2 separate regions of the Capra hircus genome follow, and region 2 is linked to region 1. Evidence: chromatin contacts called from public Hi-C data. All regions are on one chromosome and are shown on one strand. The core of a region is the stretch at or near the end of the contact, and the rest is flanking DNA. Distances in the headings are between cores, read along the strand shown.

What was found. Hi-C and Micro-C count contacts between places; a contact is called where the count stands out from the background.
Region 2: a Hi-C map of blood shows a contact between it and region 1, with 8 times the contacts expected there. The contact joins two enhancer-like sites. A contact is called at or near these places in 4 of 5 Hi-C or Micro-C datasets (blood and liver).

The regions. Positions count from the first base shown.
Region 1 is chr4:59,003,023-59,010,336 of ARS1.2, forward strand. No RefSeq gene overlaps it. Among named protein-coding and RNA genes, the nearest start is that of SEPT7, 110 kb to the left of the region's middle. Within about 2 kb of position 3,444, at least 1 of the 5 cell types and tissues checked has an H3K27ac peak or open chromatin away from gene starts, as enhancers often do.
Region 2 is chr4:59,240,453-59,247,766 of ARS1.2, forward strand. It overlaps EEPD1 (endonuclease/exonuclease/phosphatase family domain-containing protein 1), which reads left to right. Exons shown (of 8, transcript XM_018047149.1): 5 at 2,794-2,928; 6 at 5,111-5,249. Among named protein-coding and RNA genes, the nearest start is that of KIAA0895, 99 kb to the right of the region's middle. Within about 2 kb of position 3,824, at least 1 of the 5 cell types and tissues checked has an H3K27ac peak or open chromatin away from gene starts, as enhancers often do.

The DNA.
Region 1 (7,314 bases), core at 2,194-4,693:
TCCTAGGGATTGTGGGTAAATGAGTTACAGATTCTTCAGCCAACCTGGGCATTTGTGGTCAACCCGTGCATATCCCACACTCCAGTTCTGGGTCTTTGCCTGTGTTGGCTGTTGTGGGAGCTCCACCTGGCCCACAATCTCCTGACCCACACCCAAGCAGCCCCTGAACCTTGACCCTCATGAGGCTTCAACTCTCTCCCTCCTTCCTTGCTGCCCACCGTGGGCCAGGGTTTACAATGGTCCCTCCTGCTTGCGTCATGAATGCACCCAAAGCCCACATCTCAGCACTCCCCGCTTACAGGGTTGGCTCCCTATTGGTACCTCCAGCAGAGCCTCAAATAATTCTTCCCCATTTCTAGATTTTCAAGGAATTTTTTCCTGCTGATTTTCATTTTTGGCAAAAAATACTTTTTTCTGAACCATTTTTGAATCATTTGCAGCCCTGTGCCCTTTGTGTTAAGTTGTTCGGTGTGTATTTCCTAGAAACAAATCCTCATAATAATAATTAAAACAATTTAATGAGCTTTTAATCAAACTTAAAAACATAGATCCTCTTTGTCAAGTTATTGACAAGTTGATGTCAGGAGGCCTCAGTTCCTTGCTACATGGACCTGCTTGAGTGTCCTTATCTTCAAATATATATGTTTTTGTGTTCATATTATGTACACTGCTTGGATGGGATCAAGTGGCCAGGTTGACACCTAAGTGTCACTTATCTCTGCCACGTGGGATGGACTCATTCATTCATTCTCATTCTCTCCATCCGATCTCTGAGCCCCGGCCAGCCACGATTTTTCCCACCCTGCAGCAAGATTTCCAACACAGGAATCCCGCGGCCACCTGGAAGATTAAAGCCGTGGAAGGTGGTAGCCCCTGCACGGTTCGCCCGTGCTGTGGAAGGCAGGCTCCCTGCTGCCCCCTGGCGGCCGCAGACACCTGCACAGGGCCTGGCTCCTCAAGGCAGCACCGAGTTGATGCAGCTTCTTCCCTCTTGGGGGCTAGGGTCTGTGGGCACAGACCCTGCCTTCTTTCTCCCATTCGAGCATCAGTGGCGGATAGGGGACTGTGGGGACAGAACGTGGCAGTATGCCCATGCACGCTGAGACCTGTGCCAGGAGGTGGCTTTCCAGAGCGCCCGGAGCCCCTGAATTCCACACCACTCAATTGTTGGATTTTATATTGTTTTCAGAAATACTTCAAGACCTTTTATTATTTTTATTTAATGGGAAGAGTTTTAAGAATGTTACAAAAGTAACTCAGACTCTTGAACAAAATATTACAACCAAACATAAAGCATGAACGGTTTAAAAGGTTCCTTAAAATGTTAAATATAGAATTACCATTTGACCCAGAAATTCCACTTCTGGGTATATATCCAGAGGAGGTAAAAGCAGGGATGTGAACATTTGTGTTCACAGCAGCATTATTCACAAATAGCCACAAGGAAGCAACCTGAGTGTCCATGGACGATGTAAGGATAAACAGAACATGGTGTATATCAACACATACAGTGGACTATATTCATCGACCATGAAAAGGAAGGAAATTCTGACACAGGCTACAATATGGATGAACATGCTATATGAAAAAAAAAAGACACCAAACACAATAAGACAATTGTAATTCCATTTATATGAAATATCTAGAACAGGCAAAGTATAAGGATAGGAAGGCCAGACGTTATTGGGCACTTGGGGGAGGGGATATGGGAGTTACTGTTTAATGAGTGCAGAGTTTTGGTTTGGAGTATGGAAATTTTTTGAAAATGGTAGTGATGGCTGCACATTGTCAGTGTAATTCATGTTACTGAATTGTACACTTAAAAATGGTTTCAATGGAAGTTTTAATTATATACAAATATGTATTTTATAATTTAAAAGCTAGGTAAGAGAAAAAAACATTGGATTTACCTCTCTACTATTCTACCAGCTTGAAGCAGGAGCATTCAGGTTAACTTAACTGGAGTCTGGAGTCATGTAAATGGAAGGGCTAGGGTTTGAACTGACTGCAAAGCACGCAAGATTACAATAGACTGCCTGTCTCTAAGCAGCCAGCAGCCATGATCAGGTGCCTTCCGCAGCCTTGCATCTCATCTCCCTGGGAGCACCAGTTGGTGAGTCATCACCACTTCATTCTTCTCCCTTTGATTTCCAGGGGGACTGACCTCGACCTGGACCTTTAGCATACTGGCTCCAAGTTACCCCAAGACATAAAATGACTAAGACTGTTCTTGAACACAGTGTAACCCATTCAAAGCCCAGATAAGCACAATGGGCAGGAGACCTTGGTGGCCTCCCAGAGACCCCTCTGTCCTCCTTAGGCCCCATGACTGGGGCTACCATAGCCACCTCATCTCTAGGGCCCTTCCCCTCTCCTGCAGCTCCCTCCTCATGCCCTGCCCCTCTGAAATTTCAAGTCCCTCTCCCCATCCCAGCACTGTCTCCACCCACTCCCGTTCTTACCTCAGAGACTCCACACTCTGCCTCACTTCCCTCCCTCCCCAACCCTGTGTGCACTGCCCAACAGGCATGGCAAACTTCTGCTTATAAAAGTTGGGGAGGGGAAAATTTTGAAGTGATATTTTTTAAAAAGCCATCAAATTACTTTTCATGGGAAACCAAGATTTTTTTCAGAATCCTAAATTTCGTTGCACTGTTTACAGTTTTAATTTTTTTTTATTTTGAATTGGATAGATGAGTGGGAAGGGGGGAGCATTAGGCTTTAAGGGTTTACAACCTCTACGTATCTTGATTTGGCCCTGCCCAGTCTGCCTGATGGTGGGTCTTCTTTCTCTTGCTTATTCTCATGGGGACCTGAGCATCACAAAGAGGCCAGATCTGAGAAGAGCTGGGAGAGCAGGAGGTGGAAGGAACCTTCAGCCTGTACCAGAGGAGTTTGCTATCTTTGTGATGTGGTGTGGAGCAACTCGAGTGCCCAGTGGAAATGCTTAGGAGGAATGGGACTGGGCCAGGGAGAAGCTAGGCTCAGGGTAGGGTGATCACCCTAGGGGTGCCCGTTTTGGGTAGTGGTCCAGGACAGCAGGACATCAGCTTTCTGGTGGCTGGGGAAGGGGAGACACTGACCTCTACTTGGAGTATCAGCTTGGCCAGGTCGGAGTGGACACAGGACTAGGCGTCCCCAGTGGCATTACCATGTTCTTGGTGGATGGGGGACCTCTCTGGAAAAGGAGTTAGACATACACTCATGTGCTCCTTCTGGGGTTGTGGCAGCGCATAGTGGGCCCTCACAGGGTTATTTTGGCCACTTGAAAAGCCTGCTGACATTGGCTAGCAAGTGGTGAATTTATAGGAATGGATGTGTGGATGGGGGATGATCTGCCCTCATCCAGTGCCCTGCCCACTTCTCTGGAGAAGATAGAGCGGGGAGCAAGTAGGCGCCAGGATCCCCACCTAGGGAAACCTGGGAATACTCCCAGTAGGCACCAGGGGGCAGCACTGCTGCAGCATCAGGCTCCTACCGAGTAACTGTTGTTCCTGGCCTCAGCAGCTGCAGTGGCACTAAGTTCTTGGGGCTATTAATTATTATTTTTGGATTTTAAGAAATAAAAGGCTTTTAAGAGTTATAAACTTGGTGAGGGTCCTTATAGTAGCAGGTGGAAAAACTTAATCTGAGGGAAAAAAAATGAAACAGTTTCTGCTTTCTAGCTCTGATGAGAAACAAGCCCTTCGTCCTCTCTTTGCCTCAGTTTCTCCATCTGTCAGACTGGGACAATCTCTTCTGCACCCACAGCTTAAGAAACTGTTGTGCTAAAAGGTGCAATTGATGAGAAACGATTTCCTCATGTTCAAGGTAGCTGGCACACAGTCACGGGCGTTCCTACAGTGAAGAAATGTGCCAGTGTCCCTCCTTTATAAGTAGGTTCATGAGTCTGTCCTTTGGAATTAATTTCCCATAGTTGGAAATATGCGGCAGATGAATGATGCTTCCTGCTTCTGCAAGTTGACATAGCTAAGGGGCCATGGGTGGGCTGGCAGAGCAACAGACTTGTTTGGCCTCAAAAGAAGGGAGAATCCACAAAGTCAAGGTCAGACTTGGCCGGTGGAGACCTCACAGCAAGTGGAAGCCTCTCTTTGGGATGTGTGTTTGAGGGTTTGTGGTACCCACTATTGGATATCCAACTACAAGATCTTCCTTTTGCTGTCTTGTTTTCCCCAGATGTAAACAATCCTCCTGAAAGTGAGAAGAGGGAGAATGAGTTAGAGGTCAGGTCAGTTTCCTTGTGGCTGAACTTCTTATCAACTTTTTGTGAAAGAGCCTGACCCAGCTCGTCCCAGGAAGGCAGTGAAGCTAGGGCAGCACAAGACACGATGGGGTGAATTTCTGTAGCTGGCAGAGCCCGGGCCGGGGCAGGCAGAATGCACAGCGGTCCAGCAAGTCATCCTTGCCATTAGACAAAGGAAGGCTTAGCAGCTGGTATGCAGTTTTCTAAGAGGCAGAGAGTTTAAAAGTCCATTCAGCCCAAAGCATGTACACAAATCTCAACTGTGAGCATCAGGTAGGTGCCAGTCCTGACTCTGTTACCTGACCCTGAGCAAGTTCCCTGACTTTTTTTTTTTAAGTCTTATTCATCATTTGGAGAACAGAGACTGTTATTTCTTTCTTGCTATGTTGCTGAGCAGATTAAATGAGCTTGCTTCTCTCAGAAGAGCATCCAGAGTGCAGTAAGCGTCCAGTAAATATCAATGTAGCAGGATTCAGAGTGAGAGGTTGAGAAATTTGGTTGTTTAGTTTCGTGGATATTTTGTTTAAGTATTTCTGTTCATCTTTGTCGGGTGGGGACAGGGTGGGCTTATGACTAATTAGGAAGAAATGAAAGCTATGTTTCTCCTTCCAGGAAGAGAACCAGACTTTGCTGTTCTTAAGATCTTGATCTCTCCTTACATCCAGAAAACATTTGTGGTTTTAAGGCTGATGTCCTGTCACAGTGCAAAGGGGTAGAATGCAAGTAATTTGGAGATTTGAAAAGGCAACAGTGGCTTGAGTCTGCCTTCTATCTCTCAGGGTCTGGGAAGAAGCACCTTGTGCTCACCTGTGAGGGGGAGCTGGGTGCAGGGCATGGTGGGCCCTTGTGGGAAGCCCTGAGCAGGCCCAGCAGAGAGATCATGGGGTTGCCCTGGGGACCCCTTCCTTTCAGGGTCCTACCAGAGGAAGACAGAAGGCCAGTGGATGTGCTGTGGGGTGAGACAACAGCACTGCCCAGAGGTGGGAGCTGCCCTGACCTGGACCCCTAGGGGACCTCTGGGGCTATGTAACACCCCCAGCTCCACTCAGAGTCTTTGTGGGACCCAAAGGAGAAACCTGACTTTAAATGTCTTCCAGTCTTAGAGGGTGGTTTACAGTAAATTAGGTGAGGGGAAATCTGATATTATTTACCTCTTGAGATTAATTCCTTGTGAGTGAAATCCAAAGCTAAAATGGATAACATTTGCTTGGGTCTTGGAATCTCAGCAAGTCAGCACCAGACAGAACTGATGAAAAGTGTATTTTTCATCTGGTAGTTTTGGTTTTCTTGGCATCAAACTGATAGAGGCCTGAGGAACAACAAACCATACATACACAGCAACAATACAAGGCAGAGGGAGAAACGTAAGAAGGGTCTCAAGCCCACTACTATTCCTATTAACTAAAATAAGTGTGACCACACAATGGCACCGCACGTGTCATCCATTCAAGGGTCTGTCTCACAGTGATAAGGGAGGTGCGTGTGGGGACAGAGGGAATCCACAGGGAAAGAAGACACACGCACAGAGGGCCTCCTCCACTGGCAGCGATGCCTGGGCCGTGCGGCTGGGAGGGTGGCTGGGGCAGCTCTGCAGGGGCCATCCGACAGGGCGAGAGGCAGGCAGAAACGACGGGCTTGAGCCCTGGGGGTCCTGCCACAGATGCCGTCAGCCTACAGACAATGCCATGAGGCTTCAGGGCATCTGCTCGGCACACAGGGAGCTTTCCAGACCTGTGTCTGCCCTTCCATTCATGTTAAGTGTCCGGCGTTGACTCACTCAGACCCTGACACCTGGGTGAATTCATGCGGGCTCACCCATCAGTTTCCTGGGTTTCAATAAACACTATGTCTAACAGGAACTTCCCATTTAATTTCTTTCAGGATTGACATTAAAAGTGAACTGGTCTACTTAAAGCATAGACTGTTAACATACCCCATGGGGAAAACTCTCCTTCTGTAGACCAAAGCCTGTCAGGCTTTTTGTATTTTATAGAAGAACCCAAACTGAGACAGGCAACACCTGTCTGCTGACCCTGAAGTGATGGGAGTTGTCTCTGGATTGTCTTAGTTGGGGAGATGGGATTTGCCTATAGCGCTGGTGACATAGACCAATGCTAATGATACACGGCTTCATGCAGGGAGGTCTGTTAGGAACCGAGTGCCTGTGCCCCCTCAGAGGTCCCAGCCTCTTCCTGGAATAAATGATTAAACTTCAATCATGATACAATCAAACAATATAATTTTTTAAAAATATTTATTTATTCCTTTGCCTGCTCCAGGTCTTAGTTGTGGCACGTGGGATCTAGTTCCTTGGCCAGGGAAGGAACCTGGGCCCCCTGCATTATGCGTGTGAAGGATCTTCACCACTGGGCCTCCAGGGAAGTCCCAGACATTGTAATATTTTGCTTGGATACAAACGCTACTTTTGAACCATTCTTATTGACATGGGAAATTATTAATGCCACATCCATTCAAATAATAGGTGACTAAACCACAACGGACGGAGAAGGCAGTGGCACCCTACTCCAGTACTCTTGCCTGGAAAATCCCATGGATGGAGGAGCCTGATAGGCTGCAGTCCATGGAGTCGCTAAGAGTCGGATACGACTGAGTGACTTCACTTTCACTGTTCACTTTCATGCATTGGAGAAGGCAATGTGTTTTTGCCTGGAGAATCCCAGGGACGGGGGAGCCTGGTGGGCTGCCATCTATGGGGTCGCACAGAGTCAGACACAACTGAAGCAACTTAGCAGCAGCAGCAGCAAACCACAACAACAACACCTCTGTGGCAAAATGTCATCTGATTAGAGAGGAGCAGAAGCGGGAATAGGCCAGATAGAAATCTACTGGAAATAGCTCTCTTTGGCAGAAAAAAAAAAAAATGCTGTTTTCCATCGCATAGCTAATTGACTTGCTTTTCAGACCTCTTGAGCCAGAAGAGATCACCGCAGGGTCATAAACTTCACTGTTGCAGATAGCAGGCACAGAAGAAGAGCTTCAGCCCTGCAAACCACTGAATGATCTGGAGTCCCAGTAGTGTCCTGCTCTGGGGACCACAGGTGTTTCCCCAG
Region 2 (7,314 bases), core at 2,574-5,073, 240 kb after region 1:
AACGGGGATTTTCTTTCCATTTTCTTTTTTCCAATCACAGACGTTTAAAATCTTTCCTTTGCCAACATCCTTGATGTAATGTTGTATTTCTGCCCATTTTTTAGCTCTTTGCCATTTGTTTCAAAATGCCCTGGTTCTTATTTCCTGTTTGGATCAGGAATGGCCTGCTGCCCAGACGGAAATGGGAGCTGGGGTGTTGGGAGGAGAGGAGAAATCCTGTCTGGAGCCAAGGCAGCAAATGGGGTATTTCTGTCCTTTGTCCTTCTAATCCCTTCTCCACGGTTCCAGCCTCTGCCAAGTTTGTAGACAGCCCATTGTCCATTGACTGAGAACTTCAGATTCACTTAATTCATACATGAAATATTTGCTTTAGTGGTAAGAATTGTACACATGGAAATGATCTGTGGAAACTTTCAGCAGATTTTAATTTTGAATTTTCTCTCATTAGTATTGCCCATGTGGGTTTAGGTAAGTCTCTCTATGTATTTATTTTCACTCCCACACATCATATTCAAGACCAGTTTTTACTCACTTAAAATATTCAACATCAGTAGAGTTTTAGATTTTTTTAAATAGGCTCCTGATAGTTAATTATGAGTGGATTACAAAATTTTCCTATAAATGCAGATGTTACATTTTTATCACTAGGTGTTGGTGCTGTGTTCATGTCAATTGTGTCTGACTCTTCGTGACCCTTGGACTATAGCCCACCAGGCTCCTCTGTCCATGGGATCTTCCTGGCAAGAATACTGGAGTGGGTTGCCATTCCCTTCTCCAAGGGATCTTCCCAACCCAGGGATCAAACCCACGTCTCCTGTGGCTTTGCATTGGGAGGCGGATTCTTTACCACTGAGCCATGTGGGAAGCCCGTTTGTATCTCCAGTATACCATTATAAACACACATGATATAAATACTTATCTGAGTGATATGGAGATCTGGGACTTTTAAATTGTAACATTTACTGGATTAAAAGTATCCAGTCACTTATTGACAATAAGCTTTCTTTTTAGCTCCTACTTTAAAGTGTGCTGTAAATCTTATTTCTCTGGGTTTGGGGTGTAAGTGATTACTGCAGGTGGTAGCCAGGAGGCTGGAAATACAGGATAATGGGAAGGTATCTGGTCTTTACCACTCCAGCCCATGACTGTTCCTTCTCAGTCCACATAGAAATAATACTAATAGGGGACTTCCCTAGTGGTCCAGTGGTTAGAACTCTACACTCTCCCTGCCAGGAGCCCGGATTCAATCCTGGTCGGAGAACTATTTTCCCACAGGCTGCATGGTGCAGCCAAAAGTAAAATAAAAATAAAAAACAGAGTTGGGGTTTCCCTGATGGCTCACTGATAACGAATCTGCCTGCCAATGCAGGAGACGGGGTGCCATCCCTGGTCTGATAAGATCCCGCATGTCGCGGAGCAACTAAGCCCACACCATGACTACTGAGTCTGTGCTCTAGAGCCCAGAAACCACAGCTACTGAACCCACATGCAGCAACTGTTGAAGGCCTCTGGAGCCCTTGCTCTGCAACAAGAGAGGCCACCGCAATGGGAAATCCACGCACTGTAGCTAGAGAGTAGCCCCCACTTGCCACAACTAGAGAAAAGCTGGTGTAGCAATGAAGACCCAGCATAGCCATAAATAAACCTATAAAATAATTTTAAAATATTTTGAATGGGTCAGATGGTAAAGAATCTGCCTACAATGTGGGAGACCCAGGTTCAGTCCCTGGGTTGGGAAGATCCCCTGGAGAAGGACGTGGCTACCCACTCCAGTATTCTTGCCAGGAGAATTCCATGGACAGAGGAGCCTGGTGAGCTATAGTCCTTGGGGTCAAAAAGAGTCAAACACAACTGAGCGACTAACACTTTCACACCTTTTTTTAAAAGGCACTTTACACACATATATATAGGTTCACAGGACTCTTACAGTCCATTTAGCACTATTTATCTGTTCAGCAAATCATTAGAAAAGTTACTGTTTGTCAGGCACCATGCTATATACTAGATGTTCATGGTGAGAAAACTAGACCCAGAAGCCTGGCTTCTTTTCACTCTTTGCAAGCCCAGGACCTTGACTGAGCCTGACAGAGCCTGATGGAGATTTTCAAGTCAGGTAGCCCTGCTCCAGGTTGGGTGTCAAGGCCACTGGGTAACAATGTGTGGCTGCCTCTCAGATCTCTCAGCCTCAACCCCTTCATCTGTAAAATGGGATCAACAGCTCCTCCCTCAACTCAGAGTGGCTATAGAATTTTGAAGGATACTGTGCGTTGAATGCTTGTTTAGCAGACATGGGCCAGTGCCCGGCAGGGTACCCATGAGGTGGCAGGCAGTACTGAGCTGGAAGCTGCTCAGTAACCAAAGCCACCTCTTGGAGTTTTGTATTTGATCCTCAGCATTGCCATTTACCAACTGTGGGGTTTCAGGGAAGTTACTTAACCTCTCTGAGCAGCTGAGTCTTTACATGACAGGTGGGCACGTGAGTGGCCATCCTATGGGATGTGATAATTAAAAAGATAATTCTTTGCCTAGTCTGGGATCTCCCCCACAATGTGCCCCTGCCAAAGAAGAGCCCAGGCACCCCAGCTGTGTGAACCTCTCTGAAATTACTGGTCTGGGAAATTTGTTGTGGGGACTAGGAGGAACATGCTGTGGTTTGGGGATATGCTTTTGTCTCAGGAACAGCCCCTGGGCAGGTCACCCCCAGACCCAGTGTAGAGTTCGCTCCCCAGCTTGAGGCTGAGCACCCCACCAGACAGACCTCTCCGCACACTAACACCTCGTCTTCTCCCACAGGGTGCCGGGTTTGCGGGGTTCCTGTGGGACTCGGCGGCCGGGGTGGAGCTGAGAGATGCCGCCTGGCAGGAGAGCTCGCCCGGCAACGGGCATGGGAAGCCGGTGGGCCCCAGCCCGTACCTCGCAAGGTTCAAGGTATCGCCCCTATTGCCCTGCGGGGCCACTCCTTCTGAAAAGGAGAAAAGCCCACTTTGAACTGTGAGCCAGAGGAGCTCACCTTTTTGCCTTGGTTTTATTCTCTCTCGGGGCTGGGTCAGCACACACACTCCGGGTTCCCTCAGCTGGGGAACTTGTCCAGAGCAGGAAGGAGAGGAATTTGGGGGAGATCGTAGCTCTGGTAACTTTGACTTCTGGGCAAGAAGGAGGTCAAATGGCTGTTTCCCAAACCTGATAAGCAGCAGAATCACCTGGAGAGATTTTCTTAAAATCAGGGTTTCCTGGACCCTGCCCCCCCCACACACACAATGTCTGATTTCCAGAAGCACCTCCTGCGCTTCATCAGTGTTCTCAGCGCTGGGTAAGGAAGCCGGTCGTTTGAGAATCTCTGGATTAGAGGGCAGCTGAACTGCTCTGAGGACACCCTTCTCTTACTAGGGAGAGGGAGAGCCCTCCAGGGGTCACTGGGACTTGGAAGGGCCTCAGAAGGACCTTCTGGGTGATGGGGCCACTGACACTTCCAGACAATCCCTCTCTCTCCAGAGTTGGGAGCAGCAGGCAGACCGACCTGGGTCTCTCCGATTCCCCTGGATGCCCTGGGAAGTATTTATGCACAGCAAACAGTCAGAAACTGGGCGTCAGGAAGGAGGAAAAGGCAGCAGCCAAAACAGGTCACCAAGTCAGCAGTTGGCCTTACTCGTCAGAAGACACAGGGTCGGGCGAGAGTGGTCCCTTATCACAGAGCCCAGCAAACTAGCTGCTGGGCATCTGGGACACCCCCTTCTATATGCTCCAGAGCAGTTCTGGAGCCAGAGAGTTGCCGCAGACCTCAGCACGGTTTCTCTCTGGCAGCTCCGGGCTGGGGCTGCCCGTGAGCTGGCGGCTGTGCTGACTGTGGTCAGGGATCTAGCCCACACTTCCCGCCTCCTCACTTGCAAAGCTGCAGAGATGCTGGGATTCCATGCGTATGCACACAACCCGGGGTGTCTGTGGGTTGTGCTTCTGATACTGGTGTATCAGTCAGCCAGCGATCACCCCTGAACCCTCCTCCCCAGGTCCCTTTTCTATGGAAAGTGGCTGCACTGGCTTTGGCCAAGAAAGGCAATAGGCAGAACCAGCTTGTGTCTCAAAGAGGTGGGCTGGCTTTAAAGATCATTAAGAATTGCTCTCAGATTGTGAATTATTGGCTCAAATCCTCTGAATGAAGTGACCCCCTGCACAGGTGTGAGGCTCCTGTGCTTCGTGTCACATCCTAGGCCAGGCAAACTGTGGGGACAGAGATGTGGCTTCTCTCCCCAGGCAGGGTTTCCTTGCCCACGGCCTGAAGGTGTCTCCCTTGAGGTCAGAGCCACGGCTGCAGAGAGCTCTCCTGGCTGGGTGGTGGTGATGGCAAACTGGGCGTCTCTGTAAGACGAAACTGGCAGCGCCCACTTGGGGATGCCCTCTGCACACCCCTGCTTCCTGGCAGTGGTTAGTGTTTGTTGCCATAACAGAAGGGTGGGGTTGCCAGACTCAGAGCAGCTGAGCACTGCTTTGGGGCCCAGGAGACTGACTCTGACGTCACGATTCTGCCGCTGCACTGGGGATGCAGGAGGGGGCATAGCCTGTGTTATCAGGGCTCAGCCAGCTTTCATTCTTAATGTTTGAAATCACTGAGCATCAGGCACCGTGATTTCTAGGGGGAAAGGGAGCACATAGCGGTGGGTGGGATGTGGGGAGGTGGGGAAGGAGGCAGGGCCCAGCTGCAAATCCTGGCGGGGGGTTGGAGGTGACAGGCTGGCCCTGTGGGGAGAGCCCCAGGTCTTCATTAACAACCAGCTGGTAGCTGGTTGTCACCTCTTCCTCCTCCATAGATGCTCAGAAGGGGAAAAAAAGCAACAAAAAATTGGCATTTCTAGATGTGCCTGATTTTCCAGACCCTAAGGAGGAGTAAAGGGGTGCAGTGTAGGGGTCCCCGTGACAGGACAAGAGAGGTCTTGGTCCTGCAAGGGCCTCAGGAAGCTCTTGCTACAGCTGCCTCCGCTTCCTCCAGTGTGAGCTGCCGTGTGTACATTTACCGCCGTCAGTGTCGCTTGCGAAGCTGCTTGGGGGCTGGAGGTGACGGGCGCAGGCAATAGGAGCATCTCAGCCTGTCTCTGGTGCTTTGCTTCATCTTGCCCAGGTAGGAAGTCATGACTTGACGTTGGTGAACCTTCACCTGGCGACCCTGACCCTCCCGGGGGGTGAGAACCTGAGCAAGAATCACAGTGACAGCCATCGCTGGGCTAGCTTCACACAGACCTTGCAGGAAACCCTGAAAGGTAGGAACCATCTTCCTGTGCAGCTGGGCTAGCGGCTCCCACTTCTGCAGGGGAGGTGCGGGGTGCCCCTTCCCAGTGTCTCTCCCCTCCCTTAGGCTGGCTGTCCTGTGGGCGGCGATGCGTACTGAGTGATGGACAGGAAACCGCCATACCGCCTGCATCCTGGGCAGCGCAGTGCCCCGTGCGTGCTCACAGCTTTGTCTCTGTGGGTCTGGCATGTGGGTTCCGTGGTGGGGTTTTGTGGCTCTTCAGCCTCCGTTTGATGGACAGGATTGGGAGAAGGAGAAACTAAGTGATGGCGCCCCGTGCCTCCCGTCACGGGCTCCGCTGCCCCCCGTCATAGGCCCCATGCCCCCTGTAATGGGCTCTGCTGCCCCCCGTGTGCTCCCGTGGTGGTGTCCCCTGAAGATGTGCACCTGCTCTTCTTGGGAAAGAGAGTTGGTGACGAGGGGAGTGGGGAAGTCCTGATGAGTCCTCTCCTTCCTGGTGGATTGCAGATCTTGCTGACAGAGCCCTGAAATGACAGAAACACTGGACTTGAATCTTGGCTCCTTCAATGGTGGTAGGATGTCTGGGAGGTCACCACTCTTCAGGGGCTGACAGTGCTAACCTCACAGGGTGCCCAGGGCTGGGTGACCTTCTGATGAAGGACCCAGGATATGGTAGGGGCTCAGCAGACATGAGTTGAGGGGGATTAAGAGAACACTGAAAAGGGCAGAACTTCAGAAGACAGGTGGACTCTGCTTTCCAGCTCTGCCCCCAATAATACCAAACATTTGCTGTGCGTGGCTTACAAGGAGGAAGAGTTGAAAGTTGACACGGCTGTAAAGACTGCTGCTGCTGCTGCTAAGTCACTTCAGTCGTGTCCGACTGTATGCGATCCCATAGACGGCAGCCCACCAGGCTCCCCCGTCCCTGGGATTCTCCAGGCAAGAACACTGGAGTGGGTTGCCATTTCCTCCTCCAATGCATGAAAGTGAAAAGTGAAAGTGAAGTCGCTCAGTCGTGTCCGACTCTTCGTGACCCCATGGACTGCAGCCCACCAGGCTCCTCCGTCCATGGGATTTTCCAGGCAAGAGTACTGGAGTGGGGTGCCATTGCCTTACTGGGGTGTGGTCAGTTTGGCTTGTTTTTTTCAGAGCACTGAGCTGCTCCAGGTGAGGTTTCACAGCTGGAGGCCTGCAGTTCTCTTCTGTATTCTAGAGTCTTAATCCGTATTCCTAGCTTGCTAAGCCTTTTTTCCTTTGTTAAATTGGCCCCCCACAAGGTAATTTATGAAGATTTGGCTACAGAGATAGTTCAAAGATTGTTCGTTTGAAAAGAGTTTTATCATGGTAAAATATATATGACATGAGACTTACCATCTTAACCATTTTTAAGTTACTTATAACTTAAAGTATATTTAAGTATATTTACATTATTTTATAATAATGGTTTTAAGTATATTTACATTATTTTATAGCCATTACCACCATCCATCACTAGAGCTTTTTCATCTTCCCAGACTGAAACTCTGTGCCCATTAAACACACATTCCCTTCCCTCCCAGACCCTGATAGCCACCTTTCTACTTTGTTTCTGTGAACTTGACCTCTCTAGGTATCTCATCTAAGTGGAACCTTACAATACTTGTCCCTTTGTGGCCAGTTTATTTCACTTACGTTATGTCTTTATGGCTTGTAGTATACATCAGAATTTCCTTTCATTTTTATGGCCAAATACTATTCCATGTGTCTGTCAATGGACACTTGGGTTATTGCCATCTTTTGGCTGTTATGGATAATGCTCTTATGAACAATGAGGTACAGCTTACATTTCAAACCAGGATGTGCTGCGAACAGCGTTCTCCTTAAATTATGAGTCTTTGGGCTAAAAAAAAAAAGTCAGAAAGCTGTTTAAGTCAAGGTACTTCATCCAAGGAGCAACCATGTGGGAGACTGTTCACCCACGGCTAGACTCTAACCCATTATGAAGGATGACTTGACAGCTTTTAAAACTCTGGACATTTCTGTTGTTCTTGATTTCAAACTTTTGCTTTATATGGAAGGAGGAAGGGAATGTGCCA